Regions from separate parts of the Mus musculus genome. Here region 1 is linked to region 2. Evidence: chromatin contacts called from public promoter capture Hi-C data. All regions are on one chromosome and are shown on one strand. The core of a region is the stretch at or near the end of the contact, and the rest is flanking DNA. Distances in the headings are between cores, read along the strand shown.

Region 1 (4,770 bases), core at 189-2,688, 66 kb after region 2:
GGGCTCAGTAGTATTAACCCTGCTATCATGAAGACTGGAGTTCAGACCCCACACCTAGCAAAAGTCTGTAACTCCAGCTCCTAGTTCGGTGGAAACAGGGTGATCACTGGGTCTTGCTGGGTCCCAGCTTGGCTGAGACATAAACCCTGGGCTCAGGGAGGACCCAGGCTCAAATAAGCAGGTGGGAGGTGACAGCAGAGGACACTAGACACACTCAGGTGTCATCTGCATATGTACAAGTGCACATTCACACATGTACATACAGGAACAGATACACAGACACACATGTACATACAGACACACAGACACACATGTACATACAGACACACATATACATACAGACAGACAGACATAAAAAACTTAAAAGAAGTTGAAAAGGCTGGGCAGGCTGGGCATAGTGGTACATGCCCTTTCATCTCAGAGATGTGGATCTCTGTAGTCTAGCCTAGTCTACAAAACCGGTTCCAAGCCAGCCAGGAACAACATAATGAGATCCTTTTTCAAAAAACAACAACAAGCAAACAAACAAACAAGGACAAACAGAAAAGCCAAAAGCAAGGTAGAAAGACGGAGAGAGAAATTGGTCAGATAGACTTTGAAAACACTTAAGTAAAACACATTTTCTCCTCAACAAGCAAGAAGAGGAAGCAATACTACAGGTGGCAACTGCATCAGCCCCAAGCATCAGAACTGCAAAAGCTACTTCCATCTCACCAAGGACGAGGAAGCTGTCTCTGGGGTTGCAGTTCCTAAGGACTGACGGCTCTACTTCATGTAGGACCCAGGAGCTGGATCACAAATGAAATCTCTTCTTGTCAGGATTAGGGGAATTGAAACACATGACCATCCACTCCAACCCACAAAGCACGCTGTGGTATGGTAACATGAAATCTATTCCAGACCAACGAGTGAGTCTGGACAAGGCACAAGAGTGTCAGATTTCAGACACATCTAAAAGGAGCAAGGAGCAACAGAAGAGGCTGTGGGAAAACAAGAAAAGGGGAAATTCAAAGGCTGAGAAAGGAAATCCCCCGTGCTGCTGACTGGCTTAGTACTTCAGCCACGCCCGTTAAACTAAACATCTATGCAATTACACTAAACCAATTTATCTTTTCCGTAGGAGAAATCTCAAATACTGCTATCATTTTTTGGTTTGGACAAAAATAACAGAAGGGTCAGTTATCTGAAGAAGAGGAAGAAAACCTGGGTCAGAGTAGTGTTCCCAAGTAGAGATGTAGAGATGTGAGACAGATACCGAAAGATTCCAAGGAAACTACGGCCAAGAACGAGTGTGGTGGTGACGCTGACCTGGCAACTCAACACAACCTCAATTAGCCGGGGCGGGGGGGGGGGGGGGCAGTCATAACAGAGAACTAACTGTCTGTCGCCTATCTTGGCTGGACCTATGGGCGTGTCGTGGGGGCTGTGCTGAGTGTTGATTGATGTGGGCGTGTCCAAACCACAGTGGAAGACACCATGCACTATACCAGGCTTCCTCGACTGTAGGAGAATGGAACCAAACAAGCAGTCATGCACGTATTTATTTCTCTCTGCTCTTGACTGTGGAAGTGCGAGGGGAATGGGGGTGAAAGCTATCAAGGGCATCACATGTGTATATGAAATTATCAAAGAAGAAATAACATTTAAGAGAAAAATAATTTAAAAGAATAAAATCATTACTGATAACACTTAAGTGTTATTTTAAATTTAAAAGAAAAATTGCAAAAAGCTACCCATCTCCTCCCATCTCTTGTCTCTGTCTGTCTCTGTCTCTGACTCTGTCTCTGTCTGTCTCTCTCTGCCTTTATATTCATCCAACTCTGCAAAGAAGGTAAAAGATATACCTATTATCTTTTCTTACTTTGGAGAAAACACATACAGAAAAGGCACCCAAATTCTGACACTCATTCAGAGTGCCCCAGGTGACACAAACCCAAGATTTGTGTTCAAGTTTTCTGATTGCAAATGTGGTGGGCTTCTTACTGTGTTATTGTTACCATGAACCCAGTAAAGTCCACCACAGGCAGCCAACAAAGCCCCGCCCCTCAGTCTGAGCATGTGGCCTCACTCATCAGTCCTCCAGCCAGCCTCAGTCATCAGTGCAGAACTGAAAAACCCCAGGAGAAGAAGGACTTCAAAACCACCTCCTTCTCACAAAAAGCAGAACAAACAAACAAGCAAAACAACCCCAAAAACCAAAAAACTTATTTTAACCATTATGACGGCAGCTAATGAATTTAATCTTACCCTTTCCATACTGACAGGCCACTGCTGGTGTTTGTCAGAACTGATCACAAAATATGTGTGTGTGTCCCCACAGCAAATGCCTGCTTGTTCTCTCACCTGCTCCCATAATGCGTCCTCATTTATAACCAGTGACAGCTGTGCCACATCTCCTACTCAGTACTTAAAACCCAGCACAGTCATCTCGGAAGGCTTTGGATTAGAAATCGGTCTCCTCAGGAAAGCTAACCCTCACTTTTCAGAGCTTGAAAGATGGCTTAGTTTCTATTGCCACCTTTTGCCATCGAGGAAATGCTTAATATTTATAATTTTAACAACCAGTGGGCTTTTCTATCTCCTCAATCAACTAAATAAAGCTAAGTGTGACCACACAACACCACACCAGAGCACGGAGCCTTATGAGTCAATTCTAGACACCAGGGCTGTGGGCCCTGCCATGACTCCTCTCCCTCCCTAGCTTCCCCTTTCTCTCTCTGGTGCCAGGGATCAAACCAGAGCTTTATGCATACGAGGCAAGCACGTACCACCTAGCTGCATCTGAGCCCCCCAAATTCATTTGGAAATGCCACAGAGCAAAAACAGCCCAAAGGGATCTTGAAAATGAACAGAGTTGGGAGCTGCAAAGACGGCCCAGTGGTTAAGAGCACTTGCTGCTCTTCCAAAGGACCTAAATCCGGGTCCCAGCACCCACATCAGGCAAATCACAACAGCCTGTAACTCCAGCTCCAAGGTATCAGACACCATCTTCTCACATCCACAAGTACCTTCACACATTTACTCACACAGACACACATACACAGGCAACATAAATAAGAACACATTTTTTAAAAGAACAAAGTTAGGAAGCCAGGGAGATGGCCCAGTGGTTAAGAGCGCATCCTGCTCTGGCAAAGGACCTGAGTTTGGTTCCCAGAATTCACATTTCCTGATTTCAAAACTTCCTGAAAAGCTAAATTAACCAAGGGATGTGGCACTAGAATGAAGGGAGAAAGATGAATGGATTAACACTGAGTCAGCCCATACATATACTTATGATCAGTTAGTCTTCAAAAAAGAACCAAGACAATTCAATGGGGAAAAGAACATGTTTTTAAAAAATCAACTCATAGTTTGAGCTTTCCATGTGTCCTCATGTAAAGTTATCTAGACCACTATCTTGGTTTCCAACACCCACACTAATAGTTCACAATCACCTGCAACACCACCTCAAGGAGATCTGATGCCATCTTCTGGCTTCTACATGGAACTACACTCATGTGTACATAACCCCACACAGACAGACATTGATATACATAAACAAAAATAAAATCTTTGAAAGATGAAAAGATCACCCACAGAACAAAAGACAATACTTTAACCTATCAGATAAAGATATTAGATCCAAAATACACAGTGAATTCTAACTCAACGGGAAGACAATAATCCAATTTAAATGTGAATGGCAGACTTGAGGGTATGAACCTGTAATTCCAGCTGTTAGGAGACTGAGGCAGGAGGGTCCCAAATTCAAGACCTACATGAGATACAAAGTAAGTCCAAGGTTAGCCTGCGCAACTTGTTAAGACCTTGTCTCTAAATAAACAGTAAAAAAGAGCTGAGCAAGAGGTGAAGCACTTGCTTAGCATGCACAAGCATGGTACTGGGTTCAATTCCCAGTACTACAACAAAAATACACACACACACACACACACACACACACACACACACACACACACACCTAACATATAGTTCTCCCCAGAATAAGCACAAAGGAAAAAAATATTCTGAACATTTAGCCTTCAAGAAAATGCAAATCAAAACCACAGTGAGATGGCACGTCATACATGAGAATGCCTTAATCAAAAGTAAGACAGGAGGGAGGGTCCCGCACCCTCATGCACACTGTGGCACTGCTCCTCAGAACACTAAGCACATGGCAGGCCTGGGAACGCACGCCTGTAATCCCAGCACTCGGGAAAGTAATGCAGAATCCCAGGAGTCCATGCGGCCGGCACTGAGTACAGACGGAGGTCAGCCTAGACTAAACGGCAATACGATCTCAAAGTGGGCAGCGGGGGAATGGTGAGGTGGCGGCTCCGTGGGTAAAGGCAATTGCAAGCAAATCTGACAGCCTGAGCTTCATTCCTAGAACCCAGAAGAAGAGAACAGACCTCCATACATGTGCACAAGTGAGCATGGCATGGCACACACACACACACAATCCATCAATCAATGAAACACAATTTTAAGAAAAATAAAGTTAAACAGCTAGCAAGTGTCCCAGCAATCTCTAAGTATGGACTCCAAGAGATGTCAAAACCTATTTCCACATTAAAAACTAGAACATAAATGTTTGTGGCATATACCAAAAATGTAGAAATAGTCCCAAAGTCTAACAACTGATGAATGGATAAATCAAATGTGGTATATTCATACAGTGAGAAACTATTAGGCAATAGAAAAGAATAAAGTACTAAGCAAAGGATGGTGATGTGTGGCCAAGCATGGTGGTACATGGTCATCCTGCTAGCACTGAAGGAGGCTGAA
Region 2 (4,944 bases), core at 2,158-4,657:
ATGGCAGAGCACATACTTTACAGGTACAAAGCTCACATCATAACAGCAAATAATAAGAGAGACAGAGACAGAGAGAGACAGAGAGAGACAGAAAGAGAGAGAGAGAGAGAGAGAGAGAGAGAGGCTGAGGTCCACTGCACTGAGAGTTTTAAATGTGTCACCTTTCTTCATCATTATTACGGCTCGAAATAGCCATGGCTTTTCAGTAGTGAAACCGGCACTCATAAAGGTTCACTACTTAGGTGTGGCTCTTTCTGTTCCTAGCACAGCCATGGCCTGTGGTCCTAAGAAACATCTGATGCACTTAGCGGCTGGATAAGGTGACTGGCATGTTTGCTCCTGGTCCATCCACTGTTCCTCACAAGCTGAAGGAATGCCTGCCTCTGATCATTTTCTAAGGAACAGACTTAGTACGTCCAGACTGGAGATTCATGCAGCGCTTCATTAAGATTGATGGCAGAGTCAGGATTGACATAACCTGCCCTGCTGGGTTTATGGATGCCGTCAGCATTGACAGATCTGTGACACCAAGGTCGTTTTGCTGTTCATTGTGTTACACCTGAGGAAGCCAAGCACAAGTTGTGCAAGGTGAGAAAGATCCCTCACAAAAGGAACCCCTCATCTGGTGAGCCACAATGCTCGTCCTAGTCACAACCGTAACCAAGGAGACAGGCAAAACACCTGACCTCATCAAGCTTGACACTGGGAATCTGTATGGTGACTGGAGGTACTAACTTGGGAAGAACTGCATCCCAGCTCTTTTGATGTGGTTCAAGTGAATGAAAAGATGCCAATGGCAACAGCTTTGCCACTCGGCTCTCCAACATTTTTGTTATAGGCAAGGGCAACAAACCATGAATTCTCTTCCCCAAGGAAAAGGAATCGGCTCACCATTGCTGGAGACAAGAGGCTAGAGGCAAGTAGAGCAGTGGGTGTAATGGTCTCTAGGAGACACGCTCGCTGAAGGAGTATTTGGACTCTCGCTACTACAAGCCTTTCTAGGTAACGTGCTAGATTAAACAGCATGATGAAACTAAAAAGAGAGAAAAAGAAAAAAGGAGAGATACTGGGAATCTGCTGCTTGACATGAGGGTGGGGAAAAGGGATCAAAAGGGATCATGCCTCAGACAATCAAACTGACAGGGCGAGCTGAGCAGTCAGCTCCAGGAAGAGCAGGAAGAGGAGCGTAATGCACGGATGTGTCATACAACATAAAGATCATAACAAAGATCTTGGAGTTCCCTCAAACTAAACGTATACTTACTGCATGGTACTACAGTTCCACTCCTAGAAATAAATACAAAATAATTAAAAACAGGTCAAAATACTTATTTGTACACGAATTTTCATGGCAGTTCCAGTAACAAAAGCCAACATAAAGTATCCAAACATTGATTGACAAGTGACTAGAGAATCAAAATGTAATATATTCGTACAGAGAAATATCATTAAATAATAAAAAAGGAATAAACTGATGTGGTATACAAGGTAGATGAATTGTGAAAAATAATGCCAAGTGAAAGTGTGTGTATGTGTGTGTGTATGTGTGTGCATGAATGTGTGTGTGTGTGCATGAATGTGTATGTATGTGCGTGTGTGAATGTGTATGTGTGTGTGATGTAGTGTGTGTGTAAGTTCACAAGGCTGTGTGGACTGAGTGTTGAGGCCAGAGGCCAACATTATTGGATGCCTTTTTCAAGTGCTCTCCATCCTAATTTCCTTTGTTCCTTGATGAAGGATGTCTTATTGAACCTGGAGCACATAAATTCAGGTAGCCAATCTGGTCACCAAACTCCAGGGATCTTCCTTCTGCTTCTCCTGAATTCCTTAGGACTGGGAGTACAGTTTACACTGCCATATGTGGCTTTTACGTGGGTGTTGGGGATTCAAAAAGTCAGAGCTTCCTGCTTGTATAGCAGGCACTGGGCCAGCTCCCCAGGCCAGATGAGCATTCTTTGAAAACTCATTTTATTTATTTAACTCCATCACTATCACCGTGACCATCATCATCATCACTGTGATTATTTGTGTACACACACACACACATAGAGCACATGGACACATGCCACAGTGCCTGTGATGGTCAGGGAACCATGGAGCTGGCTCTCCCCTTCCACCTTTACCTGGGTCACAGGAATGGAACTCACATCACCAGGCTTGTGTGGCAATGCTTTTAATTGCCAGCTCCCCTACTGGGCTTCCTGTTGAGACAATGGGAATGTCCTGGGTTTAGAGTCCTGGTGACAGCTACGATTGTGAATGCACTTGCCCCTGAGTGGTCTGATCTAAAGTGGGCACACTGGCATTTTGTATTATATGTGTTTTTCCACAAAATTTTAACAATATTTTCCTAATGATTTGCTTTTATTTATTTTTTTATGTGCACTGGTGTTTTGTCTGCATGTGTGTCTGTGTGAGGGTGTCAGATCCTCTGGAACTGGAGTTATAGACAGTTGTGAGCCACCATGGGGCACTGAGGATTGAACACAAGTCCTCCGACAAAGCAGGCAGTTCTCCTAACCATGGAGTCATCCCTTCAGCCTTCTTCAACATATTTTTAAAGATGGAATACTAGCCTCTTAACTCTTAATTACTTTTGTTGTAATACTTAAAGGGCAGAACTTCCTCTGTCATTAGAAAGCATCAATTCTACACTTTATAAAATAATTATCTAATAAGGGAGTTTTAAACTTAATAAATCACTACTATGAAAACCATCAGTCTACTATTTTAAAAAGTGTTCATGTTCTTGATAACTAACACAAAGGGCAATGTGAGTCAAGAACACAAGGGAGACTCGAGGGTAGTCCCAGTCTCACAGGTGTTAAAGTCACAGAGAGTAAACAGGACACAAAGGAAGGCCAACAGTGTGACAGTATAAGTGTGACAACCGTGTGACAGTGTAAGATAAGAATTCAGATGAATGCAACCAATGTAGGTCATGAAACCAGTGTTAGCAAGGCAGCCTGTACAGTGTTTGCTGTACAGTATTTGTTAGCAAGGCAGCCCGTACAGTGTTTGTTAGCAAGGCAGCCTGTACAGTGTTTGTTAGCAAGGCAGCCTGTACAGTGTTTGCTGTACAGTATTTGTTAGCAAGGCAGCCCGTACAATGTTTGTTAGCAAGGCAGCCTGTACAGTGTTTGTTAGAAAGGCAGCCTGTACAGTGTTTGCTGTACAGTATTTGTTAGCAAGGCAGCCTGTACAGTGTTTGTTAGCAAGGCAGCCTGTACAGAGTTTGCTGTACGGTATTTGTTAGCAAGGCAGCCTGTACAGTGTTTGCTGTACAGTATTTGTTAGCAAAGCAGCCTGTACAGTGTTTGTTAGCAAGGCAGCCTGTACAGTGTTTGTAAGCAAGGCAGCCTGTACAGTGTTAGCAAGGCAGCTTGTACAGTGTTTGTAAGGAAGGCAGCCTGTACAGTGTTTGTTAGCAAGGAAGCTTGTACAGTGTTTGCTGTACAGTGTTTGTTAGCAAGGCGGCTCGTACAGTGTTTGCGGGTGTCATGGAGCCACGCTGAACTGTGGCTTTACCTCTTTATTGCTTGAGGGGCCTGCTCTAAGTTACTTCTCTTCAATTTCTTCATCTGAAAATTTAACATTATAGAACTTATCCCAGAGTAGCTGAGAAGACTGTATTCATAAGCATTTGAATGAGTGGGGTAGCATGTACCTGTAATCATTGTACTTGGGAGGCTGGGACTAGAGAGTCATGGGTTTGAGGCCAGCCTGAAATACACCACAAAACTCCATCCATATGTATATGTATTATGTATGTATATGTATCTGTATGTGTACATGTATGTATACTGCCTAGATAAGCATCTGGAACATAGAACATATGAAGTATATCTTATCCTAGTTGGGGTTGCTGTTGCTGTGATGAAACAACATGAACTAAAAGCATCTTTGGGAAGAAAGAGTTTATTTGGCTCACAGATCCAGGTAACTCCATCACTGAGGGAAGTCAGGGCAGGAACCTGGAGCCAAGAGCTGATGCAGAGGCCATGGAGGGGTGTTGCTTACAGGCTTGCTTCTCAAGGCCTACTCAGCCTGCTTTCTTAAAGAATGCTGGACCACCAGCTCAGGGAACGAGCCATACCTGATTTGATGCGAGCACTTCCTCAATTGAGGCTCACTCCTCTCGAATGATTCTAACTTGTGTCAATTTGACATAAAACTTGAAGCCAGCACAAAGCTGTCATCAGTATTGTCACAGACTATGAATGAAGGCCAAATGATATTTAGAAATAAAATTAAACTTTCTGGGCCAGCAACTCCCAATTTCTTTTGTGTGTCTAAATATACAACTGAAATCAAAATCCCAATATTTATGCTAAAATGGGCAACTTGAGACTACCTCATCCAGCCAGCTTAGGGACATACACAAAGAGCAATGTAGCTATGCAAACACTTGAAAATGGAGATACAACACAAGTCAAAGAACTCAATGCCTGGCATTGGAGAGCGACTTACAGCAACTATTAATAATTGTTATATTTAATTTGTAAACATGATTTTTATCTCTCAGTGAGATATTTAGGAAATCCTTAAGTGTTTTTCCTCAGGAGAAGAAAATAATAAATCTAATTAAAACACTGCACTTGGCTGGTGCATTTAATCGTTCACGAAATGAACACTATAAAATCAGCCTTATTTGGCACTTGACATGTGTTCATAATGTGGTTTATTTCAAACATACACACAGATGTATATAACCAGTATATTCATATGTGAATTTATGTGGCCAGTTTTTGTTAAACCAAGATTATAAATTCCTCAAAAGCAAAAGCTATCAATAATCTGTAGGACTCCTTATCACTAATGGCAGGTGGAGTGCTTGTGAAATTATCTTTAATGAAATCTTTCCTGATTTAGCTCGTGTCTCCTAAGCACAGAGATGATGGAGAAAGATAAATTGCAGACCATTAATGTGAACAAAACTTTGAG

The links. Capture Hi-C pulls out chosen DNA fragments and counts their contacts.
Region 1: a promoter capture Hi-C map of pancreatic islet shows a contact between it and region 2. The contact joins two enhancer-like sites. A contact is called at or near these places in 7 of 484 Hi-C or Micro-C datasets (the G1E-ER4 cell line, the HPC-7 cell line, embryonic fibroblasts and 4 more), 1 of 115 datasets of contacts at active chromatin or transcription factors (embryonic stem cells) and 2 of 9 other capture datasets (liver and pancreatic islet).

Annotation. Positions count from the first base shown.
Region 1 is chr2:121,786,548-121,791,317 of GRCm38.p6, forward strand. All of the region lies in intron 1 of Frmd5 (FERM domain containing 5), which reads right to left. Among named protein-coding and RNA genes, the nearest start is that of Frmd5, 18 kb to the right of the region's middle. Within about 2 kb of position 1,439, at least 41 of the 459 cell types and tissues checked have an H3K27ac peak or open chromatin away from gene starts, as enhancers often do. A contact at or near this core is called in pancreatic islet, where this site is marked.
Region 2 is chr2:121,718,259-121,723,202 of GRCm38.p6, forward strand. The region is part of intron 1 of Frmd5 (FERM domain containing 5); the gene reads right to left. It also overlaps the pseudogene Gm14020. Among named protein-coding and RNA genes, the nearest start is that of Frmd5, 86 kb to the right of the region's middle. Within about 2 kb of position 3,408, at least 4 of the 459 cell types and tissues checked have an H3K27ac peak or open chromatin away from gene starts, as enhancers often do. A contact at or near this core is called in pancreatic islet, where this site is marked.